3 separate regions of the Mus musculus genome follow, and regions 1 and 2 are each linked to region 3. Evidence: chromatin contacts called from public Hi-C and HiChIP or PLAC-seq data. All regions are on one chromosome and are shown on one strand. Each heading gives the region's core, a stretch centred on a gene start, on an enhancer-like site or on the middle of the called end of the contact. The rest is flanking DNA. Distances are from core to core; before and after follow the strand shown.

What was found. Hi-C and Micro-C count contacts between places; a contact is called where the count stands out from the background. HiChIP or PLAC-seq counts read pairs in DNA pulled down with a chosen protein or histone mark.
Region 1: a contact with region 3 is called in a Hi-C map of Th2 cells, with 2.1 times the contacts expected there. The contact joins two enhancer-like sites. A contact is called at or near these places in 1 of 15 datasets of contacts at CTCF or cohesin (CD8 T cells), 15 of 484 Hi-C or Micro-C datasets (CD4 T cells, CD8 T cells, Th1 cells and 7 more), 2 of 115 datasets of contacts at active chromatin or transcription factors (CD8 T cells and thymic regulatory T cells) and 1 of 9 other capture datasets (embryonic stem cells).
Region 2: a contact with region 3 is called in a BATF HiChIP or PLAC-seq map of CD8 T cells, with 16 read pairs. The contact joins two enhancer-like sites. A contact is called at or near these places in 1 of 15 datasets of contacts at CTCF or cohesin (CD8 T cells), 6 of 484 Hi-C or Micro-C datasets (DN3 thymocytes, the G1E-ER4 cell line, Th1 cells and 3 more) and 1 of 115 datasets of contacts at active chromatin or transcription factors (CD8 T cells).

Annotation. Positions count from the first base shown.
Region 1 is chr16:76,761,662-76,764,361 of GRCm38.p6, forward strand. The region is part of intron 1 of Gm30790 (predicted gene, 30790); the gene reads right to left. Among named protein-coding and RNA genes, the nearest start is that of Gm30790, 16 kb to the right of the region's middle. Within about 2 kb of position 1,395, at least 41 of the 459 cell types and tissues checked have an H3K27ac peak or open chromatin away from gene starts, as enhancers often do. A contact at or near this core is called in CD8 T cells, Th1 cells, Th17 cells and 5 more, where this site is marked.
Region 2 is chr16:76,574,216-76,576,915 of GRCm38.p6, forward strand. No RefSeq gene overlaps it. Among named protein-coding and RNA genes, the nearest start is that of Gm30726, 27 kb to the left of the region's middle. Within about 2 kb of position 1,251, at least 19 of the 459 cell types and tissues checked have an H3K27ac peak or open chromatin away from gene starts, as enhancers often do. A contact at or near this core is called in CD8 T cells, where this site is marked.
Region 3 is chr16:76,678,985-76,681,684 of GRCm38.p6, forward strand. No RefSeq gene overlaps it. Among named protein-coding and RNA genes, the nearest start is that of Gm30790, 99 kb to the right of the region's middle. Within about 2 kb of position 1,432, at least 120 of the 459 cell types and tissues checked have an H3K27ac peak or open chromatin away from gene starts, as enhancers often do. A contact at or near this core is called in CD8 T cells, Th1 cells, Th17 cells and 5 more, where this site is marked.

The DNA of each region.
Region 1 (2,700 bases), core at 145-2,644, 83 kb after region 3:
GCTACATATGTATCAAAAGGTGGCCTAGTCGGCCATCACTGGAAAGAGAGGCCCATTGGACACACAAACTTTATATGCCCCAGTACAGGGGAACGCCAGGGCCAAAAAGGGGGAGTGGGTGGGTAGGGAAGTGGGAGGGGTATGGGGGACTTTTGGGATAGCATTGGAAATGTAATTGAGGAAAATATGTAATAAATAAAAAAAAAAAAAGAAGGAGGAACTTTATATGAACCTGCACCAAGAGGGCCTAGTGTTCTTGCTGAAACTGACATAGTTGATGCTGTACTTAAGAGGCCCACTGGTAACTCCACTGTGACCTCAGCATCTTGCTTTGTAAAGTGATGAAATCTCAGACTAGACAACAACGTTTACATTTTGGTCAAGCAATCCAAACTTCTGTCCTCCATCTTCTGCACTGGTTGGAACTGTTCCAGGGATGTTTATATGAGAAGTGAGAACTGACTGTGAGCAAAACAGAAACAGATACATGCCTCATAAAAGGAACTGGGTTCCTGATCTACAAGTTTGTTAAAGTGGAAATATGCTTTACCTTGTTGAAAAATGAAGTAATATCAGAAATCATAAATTACTTCATGGGATATTTTGAGATAAATATTATTTTCAGTATTTAATTCTTATAGGTAAATACCTTCCATGTCGATTCTAAAATACATAAGTAATTTATGACAGTTATTTCACCAGTGCCTTGATTTAATTTTATTTTTCCATATTTTGTACCTGTTGAGTACACTTACATACCAATATACATGTGGTCTTAAACTAATTGTCATAGGAATAATCAAATTTATTAGAATATATGATGAAAACAAAAATCTTTTCTATAGAGAGAAGACACTTTCAGTTTCCATCTGGGTCACACATTTAGCATGTAAATGACAAGTGTCTTGAGTACTCGTTTTGACATTATCTTTGTGTGTATATTATCCCTTCTGGATCTACAGGAAACTCATGCATAAAAATTCTCTGCAGGGAGGTAGGGGTACCATTCGTTGGAAGGAGATAAATAAACAAATAGCTTTCCCCACTGCATTGAAGTGCTTGTTTCCCCCAAGAAGACCTGTTGTTTGAAGGCCAACCCTGTTCCTAAATCCAGAAACAGGAAATACTAACGTGTTCTTGCACATTCGAATGGCCCGTCTGGCAGGAAAGCAGATAGAATTGTGAACTTTTTTTTTTTTTTAAAGAGACATTGGCTACCCTCTCCCCCTCCATTTCTCAGCCTCACCCCCTTTCAACCAAGGCCACTACATGCTGAACAAGCACCCAAAACAACCAATAAATGAAAGGAAACTCACAGGTCACTCTGGGTCGTTATTTTCACATACCTTTGAATAATGAGAGCATCACATGTCAGCTAGAGGAGAACAAAATGTCACATTCTCCAGCTAAAGGTCAGCCTCGGTCATAGGTCACAGAAGGGAGGCCAGGAAATAACCTAAGAGGTTAGGCTGGGTGCACAAAGAAAGGTCACCAAATGTCAATGAAAGCATGCAGCTGTTGGGAGATGAAACAACTGAGTCACCCTTTTGTGCTGACATCGACTAGAAAAAATGTCTCTGCTGACATTTTTCATTCGTTTTTTTTTTCTTTTTCTACTTTCTTTCTTTCTTTCCTTCTTTCTTTCTTTTTCCTTTTTTTTCTTTTTTAGCTTGCTGTTTTATAAGACAGAGACACCAATGTACCCAACCCCAAATTAGCCTTTTTAAAAAGCAACAGTTTAGAACTTAAGTGCAGCAGTTTCCAAAGACTCAAAACTATGGCATTTTTTTAATCTCAAATGATTATGATACACAGCAATGGGCCTGTAATAGCAATTTTAGATTTCATCTGAGCTCATGTGTTAGCAATGAGGCCTCAGGATAGCTAGGGATCAGTCACTAGTGTCTTCATACCATTAAGAACTATGATTACTCCTTTCACTAGGAGATACTCAGATTCTCTGCCTTTTACAGGGACTGAAGACATGAATTATCCTGCATTGTACTTGACCTAGCTTTTGGGAGTTTTTGATCTAGTTTAAAAAAAAAAAAAGTATTCACAGAGGCAAGAAAAAGAGCATGTGGACTTAAGTCTCATTTTAAAGGAATTTTAGGAAAACACTGGTAGACTATATCTAAGTATCAAGCCTGCTTTCAGATCAATCGCTCCTTGTTAAATGTCAGCGCTAATAGAAACCCTGCTTCATGACCTTTCTCTTGGTGGCGGCGATGGTGTCCCTAAGTGAGTACAGTCACCGAGCTCAACAGGAAGGAAGCTCAGGCACTGGAGATTATTGAGACACTTGGCTTACACACAGTTCTTTAGCAGCTCTGCTTTTCTGGGGTCTGTTTTATACACACACTTGATATGGCTGAAGGAACCATTTCCAGACAATGCCAGAACCTTCTGCTTCTACAGCATCTTCTACTTATCCCCAGACAGGAGACCACATTTCACAGCAAGATATCTTCCTCTGGCTTCCCTAAAGTGGCCTCAGTTTACATCGTAGGCAGGTCCAGGTTTTATGAGCCAATTACATCATTTTCATGTCACTGTGTCAATTCTATATGATACGAAGAAAGAACATTTTCATTTGTACAATAAAAATAATGAAAATATAAAAGGACATTAATAGATAATTATGCATACATGAATGTTTATATGTTCCTAAGTAGCTTCGGGTGAGCTATAGAATCCTCA
Region 2 (2,700 bases), core at 1-2,500, 100 kb before region 3:
AGTTTAAAGGTTAGAGAATGTGGCAAATCAATTTTCCACACCACAGCATAGGTAAATGATAGAGAAAAAAAAGGCAGGGTCCCCTAAAGCTCTGTGATGGAGAAGCCCAGAGTTCCATACTGGCTTCCTACTTCCAGATTTCATGGAGAGTGTCACACAGTGAGACTAGGCATACTAGCCAAGGACACCTTGCTTTTAAAGCAGAGCTGCTCTTACTATGATAGTGAACTTGACAGCATAGTAACAGTATAGACCCCATCATGAGGACAGAGGGTTCACCTGCCTACATCTTAACTCCTAAAGCGTCCATGTAAATATAGCCAGCGCATCTTCATCTCTCAGCCATCATTCCACTCATAGCCCACCTTGATCAAGCTTCTCGAATCCACATTTCCCACACTCATTTGGAGCTGCGCATCACTGCATGCCCTTGAGACTTGGTAGATGGACTTGGTAGATGAACATCCTGAGGTGGATTCCATTGATGCTCTTGCTGTTTCCAACAGCATGTATGGGCATGAGATGTGTACTACCTCTGCAGCACCTTTGGCAGAATCTCCAATGTCCAACCCTTGGCTTTCTGGTGTTGAAAGGCAGGATCAGAGACACCCTATTGTTGGAAGAAGATGTACAAAGCTGGCATAGTCATGGCAGAGCTGACAGCCACCCCTTCTGTTGTCTTCTTACAAGGATGGAATGGACTTCACACTGTCAATCTGGAAATAATTACTGGAAACTCGATAGTCAAACCTCATCCTTCCCCATTACACAAATCACAAAACATCAAATATCACTCCAAGTTCCCCATTTAGAAGGGCTACCATTACTATATAATCTTAACCAAATTGCTTATGATAGAGAGGAACACACACACACACACACACAGAGACAGAGACAGAGAGAAATTCATGCATTTATAGGAATTGTTGAAATAATGCTGTTTTCATGAAGCCATTGCTTTTGCTTGGCTTGTGTGTTTGCTTGGGGCTGACAATATGCCAGTCATCTCAACCGTAGCTCATGGAGGGCATGGCCTTGTCTTACACACTTTTGAGTGTCCTGTGTGTGGAACAGTGGTTTACACCTGGTGCTGTTTTGTGTATTTATTCGATTTGCTTGAATTAATTGAATTGCTTAAACAATCTGTCCTGTGTCTAACAGTGTCAGATAGCACAGTTGGCAGCTCCCTAATGCCGGTGGTAAGTCGCCTATGCTGTTAGTACCCAAAGTGCTTTGATCTTAAGTTTCTGCCTAATTCTCAAATGCACACCATCTGGCTTCAGTGACTCATGGAAATTTAATGTCTTGAGTTGTATTCAGCACCTGTTGTTTCATTTTTCTTTCTGTTTTTTTTTCCTTCCTGGTGAATCATATTTGCTTTCAATGAAAAAGCAAGTTCTTTAGTGAGAATGCCACATTTATCCTGTTGGTGATGATCATTATCACTGAGTGACAGAGGACAGCCATCCAACTTCTGCTGATCTGCAATGATCTTCATCTCCTCCCTGACACGTTGACTCCAGTTCCTCCCCTACATCCGGACAGGTGTCTCTTTAAGTCTTTGTATTGTTCTTACAAGCCATTATTCTGCTCTGGGTTTACCTGAATAGATGGTATTCTTCCTGGTAAGGTCGGGTGATCCTCTATAGGTGTGAGGGATCCTCTTGTGCTTCAGTGATATTCTATCTGTTACCCTATGCCAGTATTGTTAATTACTGCCTCTGTATGTTCTCTCTCTTATGAACATTTAAGGATTTTTCTTGTTTTTGAGATCATACCTCATGTAACCCAGGGTTGCTTTGAATGTGCTGTGGAGCCAAGAACTACCTTAAACACCTTTTCCTTCTGCCTCTACCTCCCAAATGCTAGGATTAGAGGCATGAGCAATCCACTATACCCATTTGCAATTTCAATGCTTTCTCTGGAATGGTACAGGAAACAGTTTTCTATTTACATGGATACAACAGAAACAGAATACATGAGAAAGAGACACAGGCGTTGCTCCCTGTGCCTGTCAGGATGCTTTTGCCATCAGCACCAGGTACCCAACTCAAACTTGACAAATAGTAAAGAGGGCTAGCACAGTGAGGGAGCATTCTCTAATTCAGCATTTGAGATGCTAAAGCTGGAGGGCAGCTTGGGCTACACAATCAAGGGCAGCCTGGGCTACACAGTGAACCTCAGGTCAACCTGGGCTACAGAGTATGAGGGTATATTTGTTCACCAACCTGGCAGTAATGACATAATAATTCCCTAGACTTGTGTGTGTGTGTGTGTGTGTGTGTGTGTGTGTGTGTGTGTGTGTGTATTTTATGGCTTGCTTCATTTGTCTCAGCATTTCCATTCCTTGGCTTGCCTTCCTATGGTTCCACGACAGCTGTCAATTACACTCTGGCTTGCTATAGATGTAGTCAATATTTCTAAGCCATGTTGTAGTTGGGTCTCTCTCAGAGGTGTACATACATTTCTGAGCTGTCCTTTATGAGCATCTTACAGGGGGTGGATTTAAACGACTGCTGGGAAAAAAAGGCTGACTCTTCTACTTATAACTAAGTCTTCTGTAGTCTGCGCTCTATGCCCACAGACCAACCAAGGTACAATTCCCAATCTTGTTAGTATCAAACTTACTTCATGTTCTGTTATAGTTATATCGTGCTTATCCCTGTTCTTTGTCAACGATAACAAGATGAGGACAAGTTA
Region 3 (2,700 bases), core at 182-2,681:
GGAAGTGATTCAGGTTTCTTATGTTTTGACTTAAGACTGTGAGATTAAGATCAAACTTCGGTCCTAGTGAAACTTAGCATGGTTTGTGTGGTTTCAAACTATAGTTTGTGGCCAGTTGTTATAGCAACAATGGAAAAACATTATGAATGGCAATATGAATTATCATTACCTTTTTAAATGATCATTTGAGTTAAGAAAGCAAAACGGATGAATATGTCTATTTTAAGTAAGAAGCCATTTCCTTCCCTTACATTCAACCCTAGAGATGTATCTAAAGCAGTAGTTCTCAACCTGTGGGTCGAGACTCTTTTGGCAAACTTCTATCTTCAAAATATTTACACGATGACTTATCACAGTAGCAGAATTATGAAGTGGCAATGAAAATAATCTTATCATTGGAGGGCACCACATCACGGGGAACTGTATTAAAGGTCTCAGCATTAGGGTTATTGGGAACCACTACCAGGTTCTCATTTCTTACTGCAACATCCTCAGGTCTTAAGAGGGTCCCTTGTTGCAGGTGAAGGAAGGGAACCTCAGAGAGATGGGGCACACACAAAACAATCAAAACCATCAACATTAAAATCACTTTTCTGTGCCCCCAGCATATGACCCTTGACCTCTTTCCAAGTATCCCTTGCCCACATATGCTTATGAAATCCAAGTAAAATTGAGAAGCAAATAACGACATAGTTTCCTTCTGGATACCGGAGCTCCTGTCTGTCCATGTACACACACCCATTTCCTAAGTGCATGGTTATATTACCGCAGCAAAGATGTAAACTGATACAGTCTAATTCGAGTGAATTGTTCACTTGGTAAACCTCCCTGGATTTTTTTTCAGTTACAGGTTGGACATTGGCTTCAAATTATTTTCTTGTATCATAACCTTGCCAAGGTCAGAGGTTGGTAGTTCTTTCTCCTGGATCTTGGGGTCCCATTTGCTCAGCCTCGAAACTCTACCTTCTCTCATTTCCCTCCTTTGCCCGGTTACTCTTTATTATGCAGGATCTGGTAAATGCCTCGATGTCAGTTAGGGCTCTCAAATTCACATGCAGTTAGCTGCAGCAGAACTTGCCTTGCTTTTGTGGAAGGAAGCCCAGCTTGTTTCCATTAAATTATAATCGCCATATTTAGGAGATGTCTGAGGCGTTGCGAGGCTCAGCCCAAGCTGGGTGGTATCCTTGGTGGCGGGGGTGTGCGTTTCATTCCGGGCGAAAGAGCACAGAGCTTGTTTATTTCCTGTATTTGCACAGTATGAAGAAGTTCAGTGAAGCAAGTAGTTGGGGTTGAGGTATTTGATGGAGAGGAAAGAAGAATATTTGTTTGTTTGGGCTAGGAGGCAAGTTCAAAGATGGGGACTTTTGTTCTCTGAACCCATAGCGAGCAGCTCCGGTTTCATGTCAAACATCAGGGTTTCGTGCAGGATGTAAATACTTCCTGCTGGCCAAGTCTGTTTCTATAATGGTAACCCGGTAGAGCCTGTGCTACTTGCACTGTGATTGTGCCAAGAGTTCCTGTATTCAACAAGGGAGGTGGAAAGTCAGTCTGGTTTCGCAGCTGTTTTGGGTAAAAACTGGCTCTCCTAGCAGCCCGAGAAACTCACAGTTTTGCTCCTAAGCAAACCATTCATCAGTGGCTTTCACTGCACAGCAACAGCGGTAAGGCTGTCTGGAATATAGTGTGGAAAAATTTGCCTCTGCGCATGTGTGCGTCCTGCTGGGTGTGTGTGGGTGGGATGGGGAGGGGTGGAACTGGAGAACTATAGCTCAGGACCTTCTTTTCCAGCGGGCTACTGATAAATGTAGGTCATTACTGGGTTTCACTTCCTGATTTGTTCGGCACAAGGCAAGGTGCAAATGAACAGAGCTGAAGGTTTCAGCAGTGAATCTTAGTTCCCGGATGGCTTACTGTAACTTCAAAGATGGCTTATCTTCATTTTGATTAATCTCAATATGGCTACGGTTCCTTCGGTTTGCATCCCCATCCCCCATCTCCATGTCAAGTATTTTTTGATTCATAAACAAATGCTTAGGTGTGAAGGGAAGAAGAGAAGAGACTTAAAGCATTCCTGTGGCAAAGAGAAAAATCGCTGTAAGATGTGGGGAGCCCCCGTGAATGGATCTAATTATAGAATGGCTCTCCTACCTCATCTACTCCTGCGCTGGGGGCTCCCTGACTTCCCCCCACAGTTTTCCCAATGTGCGTTCCAACAGATAGTATAGCCGTCTTTGATAAACCCAGTTTAGAGCAGGCACTGTGATCTAGATCACAAAGTTGACATAGGGAATTATGTTCTTTCCTTTGATAAAGAGTTGCCAGAAATGGCAGAAGAGACGTAAGCGATTTTCAAAGTACTTGAAAGAGAGGACATCCCACGGGCTTCCTGATTAATAAGGTGTGCTGTGCACATCTCCCCTCAAAGGAGAGATTTAAAAGGAGAATTGGGTACAGACATCACAAATAGTTTAGAGACGATAAAATTCTAAAGGCAGCCAAAGCTGTAATTTTTTAAAAAACATAACGGAAAATACCAACAGAAATGAGAAAAGCTTCAATTTCTCCCCCTCAGCATAAATTGTCCATATGCTTTGTGTTTTTAGAAGACCATGAATGGAGAGTTTCAGGTGCAGGAGGCTTCCTGGAAAAGCCAACCATTTGCTCTCTGATACAGCACTCTGTCTCCACCAAAGGCATGTC